Linked DNA regions of Zea mays: all the other regions are linked to region 3. Evidence: chromatin contacts called from public Hi-C data. All regions are on one chromosome and are shown on one strand. Each heading gives the region's core, a stretch centred on a gene start, on an enhancer-like site or on the middle of the called end of the contact. The rest is flanking DNA. Distances are from core to core; before and after follow the strand shown.

Region 1 (2,728 bases), core at 132-2,631, 270 kb before region 3:
CAGGGTCATGATCTTTCTATGAAAATACTAACATCCAGTCATCCACATACCTAGCCCCAGGAACAGTATGGCCACTTCCGGAGTTTGTTATGATAAACCTGCAGCAGTAGAAAACCAAGAATGAGTTCCTCACAGCTACAAACAAACTGCTGAAAAAAGGTTATTAAGGGGTTAGTTCAAAATTTGTTGCATTATATAATCTGGGCAGATTATAATCCCAAACAAACACCCCTAAGTCAGACAGTTAATTGAGAACCAGGACTTGGGAGTAATAACTCCAAAGTCCAAAATGGTACACCATCATTGCTACAAAGTGATCAGCTACAAAGGCCGTGGTGCCAATGCCATCGCGGCACAAGTTATTAAGCGGCGGGACTTACGCGAGCACCGTGAACACCATGATTGCCACCAAGACCACGAACAGCATGATCAGATACTAGGCACCCACACGTCAAGGCAACAGATGGCACTCCAAAAAGTACCAAGGAACCAAAGCGATTAAAGCTTCACTCAACCGGTTAATTGGAGGAGGAAGGATACTGTCCAGAGCAAGCAGGAGATGTTCTTCCAGGCACCAAGGAATCCGACGAGCGATCTGCAGCACAGATCGTCAGTGAGGCAGAGAGGTTAAAGCGGGGAGCGTGACAGTTCGCCGAGGTCATAATGATGCCACGGGACGGTGACGCGCACATGAGGAAGATCACTCCACCGAGGGCGATGACGGGGACGGTCAAGGTCCGCCTGCACTCGTCGTCGTGGGTGCTCATCCAGAACCCGAAGCCCACCACCAGTAGCGCCAGTATCTGTCCCAGGAACAGCGGCGCGAGAAAGTAACACCGACAAGTTATTTGCCACGAAACTACTAGTAAGCAGAGCAGAGATAGGGTGTAGTAAAATGGTGGGGGGAAGTGTACTTCAGCAAACAGCAATCAGCCGCCGGGACAGCAGGAATCGAGAATCAGCCTCGAGCGAGGCCGAACGAAAGCAGGACGGCTCCTCCGATTGGAGAAGGGAGAAGGGAGAGCAAGGAAGGATGGAGGTGGGCCGGGCTGAGACTGACCATGGTGAAGAAGTTGATCCACCTGATGACGAACGCGCTGGTGCTGCCCATCCTCGCTGCGTCCCCAAGCAACCGGATTGCTGCGCCGGCTCTCACGGGGCGGCGGCGGCGGCGGCAGCGGCTGGGAGACGAGGGCACCGGTGGAGACGGAGACTGAAGGCGGCGGCGGCGGCGGCAGCGGCAGCGGCAGTGGCTTGCGCAGAGTGTGGGACGGTTCGCGTGCGAGCTTAAAGGCAACGGTCGGAGACATCTACTAGCTAGCCAGGCACGAGCTCAGATCAGTCGCGGGGCTCGCGGCTGGAAACCTGCTCGCGCCGTCACCGAGTGTAGACGGTGACATGCGGGGTCTCTGCGTGCGGGCCCGCGGTGTCGGTGGGGAGAGGGAGGTCGACCGACCGGGGTGGCGTCGGCTGCTCAAGCCTTGTTGGACTCGGACTCGGGAGCGGTGCGAGCTGCAGAAGCTGGCAGCGGTGAGCGGCGGGCCGGGTGGAGACCGAGGGAAAAGAGGGCAAAGGGGCGTCCCGTTTGGGTCGGTTTGAACGTGGTAGGCGCGGTCGCGTCGTGCCGCTCTGCTCGAACCACCACCGTTCACGAGCGCGTTTGTTGCCGTTTCGCAGAGGGCTGGGGGGACGTGTAAATAAGGTACCGTGGGGGCGGGGTACGAACATCTTCATCTGTCACCAACAGAGCTGCGCCCTGCGTGGCTCCATCAGGGGCGCACGGACAGTGATCACATAATCGATCAATTCATGGCGATAGTAGGAATCTTCACTTTCTATATTATGGATCCTAGACTCCTTCATTTTTCTTCGCACGTAATCACACAATACTAGAATTATCCCCATAGTCAGATTCTCACAAAATCTCATCAAAAGAAAGGTTCCAAACATGCCCTATGAATAAGGCAAAATTTAGGAACAAGAAGCACCTCATCCTCTCTTCCAACATGTTCGATTGGATTTAATCTGTATCAACTTCTACTCATTCTACAGCATTTTTGTCTCTATTATTGCAGCTGAAGCAATCCAAACAGCATACTTTAATTCGAAACGAACAACCCTCCTAATTAACTTAAACATAGATGAGTCAAAATTTGGGAGAGTTTGACTGGAGTTGCTCTAAAACCCCAACATCTAAAGGGTTTGGATGTGAAAGTTTAAATCATGGTTGTTGGCTCTAAACACACATTCACATCCACCTAACCTAGTCAACACAACACACATATTTTCTTATTTTTTATACTCTATACTCAAACATAATATAGATAGTTTATGAAAAAATAGTGAAAAAACAAAAATAGATCGTGTTAGGCCTAACCCAATATGCCGCACCTAAGGCTCACGGTGACCGAGCCAGATCAACATGAGCTCAATGGGCAACGAGCTGGGTTAAATCGTGCCAAGCCATAAGCTAGCTACCCAACAAACCAAGTCCATTTGAGCATATATATACCGATAACATAATTGTCAGATCATCGACTAAAATACAGGATAAATTTTTTATTTGTTAAATTTAGAATTAGTTAAATTCAAGATTGTTGTTGTTTGATTGAAGAGTGGAGGGGTCACCGACGCAAGAACCCATCATGGTGTTGCCGTCCGCACAAGCCTGAAGTCACGAAGACCCTACTGACACTATCCTCACAAGCCAGACCTTTGTTTGTTCAGT
Region 2 (2,700 bases), core at 70-2,569, 400 kb before region 3:
CCAGTGTGGAAACCACATGATCGAAGGATTGACTCAGCAAATGTGCATGTTGAACCCTAAAGGATAGAAAAGATAAAGAGATCTCATGATGCATCCATTTAAACGTTTTCCTTTGCAAGACAGGCATAGAGTTTCCACAGTATATTGAGCGCTAGAACAATCTCAAAAGAGCTTCCATTCATTTACATTGGTCTGGCAAACAAAGTTTGCAGTCCAGTCCATTTATCAGGAAAGAGAAACTCCACAGGTATGGAGGTTTCCAATTCTACAATAAAGATTTTGCTGGTTGCAATTATGATTTCAGATACCCCCTGTATCCCAGAAATTAAAGACGCATGATTCCTCCTGTATGTCTCTTTTCTTTTTAATGACAAGACAGTAAAATGCTGGCTCCACTGTTCTATAGGGAAACACAGGACAAACAGAAACAAATGTTCTGGATCCTCTTCTTAATACAAACATACACAGCTCTCCCGCGTGTTCCATAAAAAAATTGAATCCAGCACTGGTCACTGTCACACTGAGATATTGTTATAACTCCATAACAACTACCGTCATGAATGGTGATTGTGCAAGATCACCAGTAAGTGTGTTACTGAAAACCGCATATATAGCTAACTCCATCGGAAGCAGTTCAGAACTGTATAAGAAAGCTAACCCCACGGTGCAACAACACAAGCAGCGGTTACCTTCCCTTTGGTCCCAGCAACGTGAACCACTTTCAACTGCGCGATGGATTCCTCCAGTTCCAGTATCTGACAACGCAACCTCACCTCAATCAGAAACAACAGCAGCAGAAGGCACCGAGACACGAACCAAACGGAAACACCCCGGCGACACCCACCTGGACGTACTTGGACATGAGCTCCCACTGGTTGCCGCGGTTGCCGGTGTCCGCGCGCACCTTCTGCGTTATCAGCGACGCGAGGCACCCGAGCACCTCCTCGTATTCCGCCGACCCCGTCGCCAGACCTGCGCTCCACACGCACCATCGATTCACAAGCCAGAAAGGCAACGGAGACTTAACAGTACGGGCTCAGCTGGCTCGTCATCGCTCACCTGCGTATGCGACACCAGCCATGGCACGGGGGAGGAGAAGGGACGGGTGAACCGACCCGGGGAGCGGGTGGCTTTGGTTGGGACCCAGCGGGCGGGGAAGGGCGGAGCGGAATGAGAGGAGGTGGCGGAGGTGTACGAGGCGCGGCGTGGGCATGGCGACAGAAGCGGGTACTAGCGTGGCAGTGGCGGAGGCGGTCGGGGAGAGTGGTGCGTGTCGGGGAGGCGCGCCGCCGCCCGCGCGCATCTCTCCGATGTTCGATGAGTGGCGCGGAGCAGATCAGCCAAGTTTTATGGCGAAAAAGTCGTGCCTGGGCTTTGGCTGGCCCATTGGGCCATTTATGCGATCATCGTTAGAAGGAAAAATCATACTAGAGGTAGCACTTCAATAGAAATGCAAACGCTCTATAAAATCTTAGAAGTGCAAACAAAATCACTCAAAATTAAGAATCCTGCCGACCAATTGAAGAAGAAAAATAAACTGCATGTATGTCTAAGATTGCATATAGGCTAAGTGACACATTCCAGAGCAAGGAAACATATTTATGGAAAACAATTTGAAAAATGTTAGCTATGCTCTAATATGTTTAGCAAAATATGAGAGTTATCACGCTTGAAAGATATGAGAAATTGCTCTCGGTAAAGCTTTTTCAAATGTATCGAACGTGTCCACTGGTGCACTAGACATGTGCACTGGACATGAAGCAAGCTCACACATATTGTATAGTTTTTTAGGCTAGCATAGATAAAGTCTAGTGTGCACCAAATTTCCCTTACCTGATCGTCGGATGGTGTACTAGGTAGGGCACTTAGAGAACATGTAAACTAGCACATCCACTTCAATTCCATTGGATGTATCCTGTATTGCATTGACACCACACTGGATAGAGAACTTGGAGAGCATGTAATCAGGTTCATCAACTGTAACACACGCACTAACGACTAGTTTACAGTTGCTGGAATTATAATTGCCAGAAGCACACAAGAATGTCAAGTACATGCATTAGCGGTGCACCGGACATGTCTCGTGCCTCCAATTTTAGCCCCATTAAAAAGGTAATTGATAGATTATTTTGGGGTTCTATAAATGAACTTTGTGGTCTGCCATGACTGACACCTCATGACCCCATTCACTTGTGCATACTTCTTGAGAGCTAAGAAACACACTTTACTTATTTGCATCATTTGGATCATCATTTGGATGAGATTTGAGAACTTATAGTCTAGTGCATTTTGTTCTTGAAACTTATGGTACTAGTTGAGCAACTTATGGTAGTTAGAAGTGATTATCACCACCTATATGGTTTGAAGTTTGCAGGAACATTGAACGACTACCGGTGACTGTTGTCGACTCTGATCATTGATTGTTAGAGGCTCTTATGGTCAATCCTTATAGAAGATTCACAAAGAACAACTCTAATGGACTCGTGGCATATTGGGGTATCAATCTAGTGTGACTCTTATGACGCTCTAATTGTGGGCTTGGTATGGGATACTAATTAGTGTGTCAACAACCTAGCTTGCCCTTGCCACACGACGACGTAGGTTGCAGGCAAGCAATCAAACCATGGGGATAAATAATTGTGTTTATTCACTTGCCTAATTCGGTTTGATCGCCATCACACTTGCATTTACATTGATATT
Region 3 (2,900 bases), core at 210-2,709:
TAACTTTTACATATGAACTCAGACAAAGATAGTTTACATGAAAGTTGTATAACTTGAAGAGATCTACAACTTTGTAGCACATTACATTTTTGTATGAACATATTCATGTCGAAATTATTTAAATAATGTCTAGTTTACATCAAAGTAGCAGACTATACATCACATATCAACTCCAATACCCCATATCTTATTAAAGACTATATATCATATGTGTTGTACTATCTTATGTCGCATTAGACTATCTTATGTCATTTGAAAAAAAATATCCTATGCTATATTAGATTATTATGTGATTCGAATTTTGTCATTACAGTCGAACTATTGTGTTGGACATGGACTATATTGTCATACTGATTTATGGCCTATACAATACTCCTGGTGCAACTGTCTTACACGCGAACTAGATTCTAGTTAATAAATAAGCAATTCATGCATTATCCAACAAGTATCAAGTATCCACATGTATCCGGCAAATAATATCCGTACCCGTCACTTATCTGCCCGAATAAATATTCATCATTGAGATTTTTAGTCTTAAATCATTTGGTAAGATGTTTTTGTTTAATATTAGAATTCTAATTTGTTGTGATATCTTCTATGTCAAAAAGACGCATAAAAATTCATATAAATGTCAGAACGAATGGCACATATGCAGAGCAAAAACTCGTGGAAGAGCTTCGCTATGTTCAAGTTCAATTCTACTTGATCATAGATATTGTCATGCTCTATTCCGTGGGTGACTCCGATGCAATATTCGGCCGGCGTACCCTGGTGCTCCGGTACTTGTACTTGAAGTTGAAGCAGTGGCAGTGGCCCTGGCACCCAAGACAAGAGCGCAATTGGGAGTACAGAAAGATTTCCCCATACATGTCATCAAAGAAGAAAGAATTCCGCATGAAGCAGGCCGCGCACAGGCACAGCCCACCGGAGAAACGGTCTAGTGAAGTCAAACAGGCTGTGCACAGGCACACACAGCCCAGAGGCCACATCAGAAATTGGTCAAGCGAAGTGAATGGAATAGATCAATAGACCGCCTCGGATAGGAGAGAAAAGTTATCCCAGGGGCCAGGTCCGAGCCAGGCAGCCTCCAGAGTCCCAGGAGCAGAAATCAGGGTCTGGGTGCACACCTCAACCGGCCTCATCCAAACATCCAAATACGGTATGCCGACAAGCAGAAGCACTGAAGCAGGCAAAGGATCGACGCGGCACGGTGGGGTTGCATGCCCCCCACCGGCGTGCCCATGCCCCGCCAGGCCGCCACCTGACGGGCCACGAGACCACGAGATCTCATCAAGCGTGATCATCCCATTCCAAAGTTCCAGTCGCTTCTCCCTGCCCAAGCCCAACCGAAGCACGGCAGTTTCTGCACCCGCCACGCGTCCGCCTGCCCTCCCGGCCATAAACCACGTGTGCGTCGAGGTGGCCCTCGCCTCCCCGGCCCGCTCCTATTATATCCTCCTCATCGTCGAGCACCCCTCAACCCACGCACCAACTCTCGCCATTGCCAGTCAAGCTCGCTATAAGCAGCCAGATATTCAGGACCACCGATCACGATCCCAAAAACAGCGGCTCTGTGTCGCGACGTCGACGGCGATGGACGCTCCGGCCATGTTCGCGCGCAAGCAAGTCCCCGATGACTTCGGCCTCCGGAACATCGGCGAAGGTGAGTTATTATTAAGCTACGACCCCGCCGGCCAACCCAGTCGATCGCTAGTATGCACTAAGAACTACGCGTCCTCTCTCTCACCTTACTCTGTGATGCCGCGCGTGCAGCTGAGGACGAAGGAGCCGGGGCCCAGGCCCAGGCCCAGCTGCACCGCGACGAGAAGCAGCACAAGCCGGCCGTGCTGAAGAAGGTGAAGGAGAAGGTGAAGAAGATCAAGAACACCCTCGCCGGCCACGGCCACGGCCACGACGGTGAGCACGGCGGCGGCGAGCGCATGGGAGACGCGGACGCCGGCAGCGACAGCAGCGAGGAGGCGGAGGAGGACGCGGCGGAGAGGGAGGCCGCGCTGGAGAAGGGCGGCTACATGGAAGATGTCGAGGACAAGCCCCTCGTCATGGAGCCGGAGCCCAACCCCGAGCTGCACGGCGCGCCGAGTAAGTGCTCCTACCTGTTAATCGGCACCGGGTGCTAGGCTGATTCGGTCACAAGAAGTCTTTGTGTACTTACGTGTCTGCGCGATCCGTCCGTCTGCAGTGTACGAGTCGGCGAGGGCACCCGCCGTGCAGGACCTCATCGCCGAGTACGATCAGCCGGCGTGGACACCGGCGGTGCAGGAGGTGGAGGGCGACGGCTCCGCACCTAGGGTGCGGCTCGGTGATATCGGCGGCCCCGTCGTCGAGGATCCAGCCGCGCCGCGCTCCACGACGCCCACCGCGCGAGGTATGGCACACGCCGACTCGAACTCGATCATGGCACTCTGTTCCATCTTTTGTTTGGCACTCTACTCGTGTTGCGCTCGCAAGTGACACGTTTCCTTCTCGTCGATGTGCTAATCTGCAGAGGGTGAGGACATAGGTACGACGCCCGTGGTGCGGCAGTTTGAGACCATGAGCTTATCCGACGACCCGACGCACGTGGGCGCGGGCAAGAAAGGCGCCAAAGCAGAGGAGTGGAAAGACAAGGCCGCGGACACGGTGCGCGGTGCGGACGGTGGCGGTGGCGGTGGCGCTAGCTACACGGACACTCTCAAGAACGCGGCTGCCGGCACCACGGAGTACGGCAAGAAGCTAGCGAGCACGGTGTATGAGAAGGTTGCCGGCGTCACCACGGCTGTGGGCGTGGGGAAGCGCGGCGACGAACGCACGGAGGCAACGCCGGCGTCGAACACCCGCACGGAGGAGCGCGGAGCGGCCCCCGAGGCCACGGATGCGACGAGAGGCGCAGGGTACACCGA

The links. Hi-C and Micro-C count contacts between places; a contact is called where the count stands out from the background.
Region 1: a Hi-C map of leaf shows a contact between it and region 3, with 9 times the contacts expected there. The contact joins the promoter of LOC100194236 here to the promoter of LOC103643388 in region 3. A contact is called at or near these places in 12 of 25 Hi-C or Micro-C datasets (bundle sheath, ear, endosperm and 5 more) and 1 of 3 datasets of contacts at active chromatin or transcription factors (leaf).
Region 2: a contact with region 3 is called in a Hi-C map of ear, with 2.7 times the contacts expected there. The contact joins the promoter of LOC100285702 here to the promoter of LOC103643388 in region 3. A contact is called at or near these places in 2 of 25 Hi-C or Micro-C datasets (bundle sheath and ear).

What each region holds. Positions count from the first base shown.
Region 1 is chr1:231,416,092-231,418,819 of Zm-B73-REFERENCE-NAM-5.0, reverse strand. LOC100194236 reads right to left here and starts at 1,381. Exons shown (of 11, transcript NM_001367049.1): 1 at 1,061-1,381; 2 at 691-803; 3 at 541-595; 4 at 381-436; 5 at 51-98. The coding sequence starts at 1,111.
Region 2 is chr1:231,540,385-231,543,084 of Zm-B73-REFERENCE-NAM-5.0, reverse strand. It overlaps LOC100285702 (folylpolyglutamate synthase), which reads right to left and starts at 1,319. Exons shown (of 16, transcript NM_001158593.2): 1 at 1,060-1,319; 2 at 845-972; 3 at 690-755; 4 at 1-56. The coding sequence starts at 1,303.
Region 3 is chr1:231,143,647-231,146,546 of Zm-B73-REFERENCE-NAM-5.0, reverse strand. It overlaps LOC103643388 (apomucin), which reads left to right and starts at 1,459. Exons shown (of 5, transcript XM_008666551.4): 1 at 1,459-1,663; 2 at 1,774-2,100; 3 at 2,201-2,386; 4 at 2,507-2,900. The coding sequence starts at 1,594.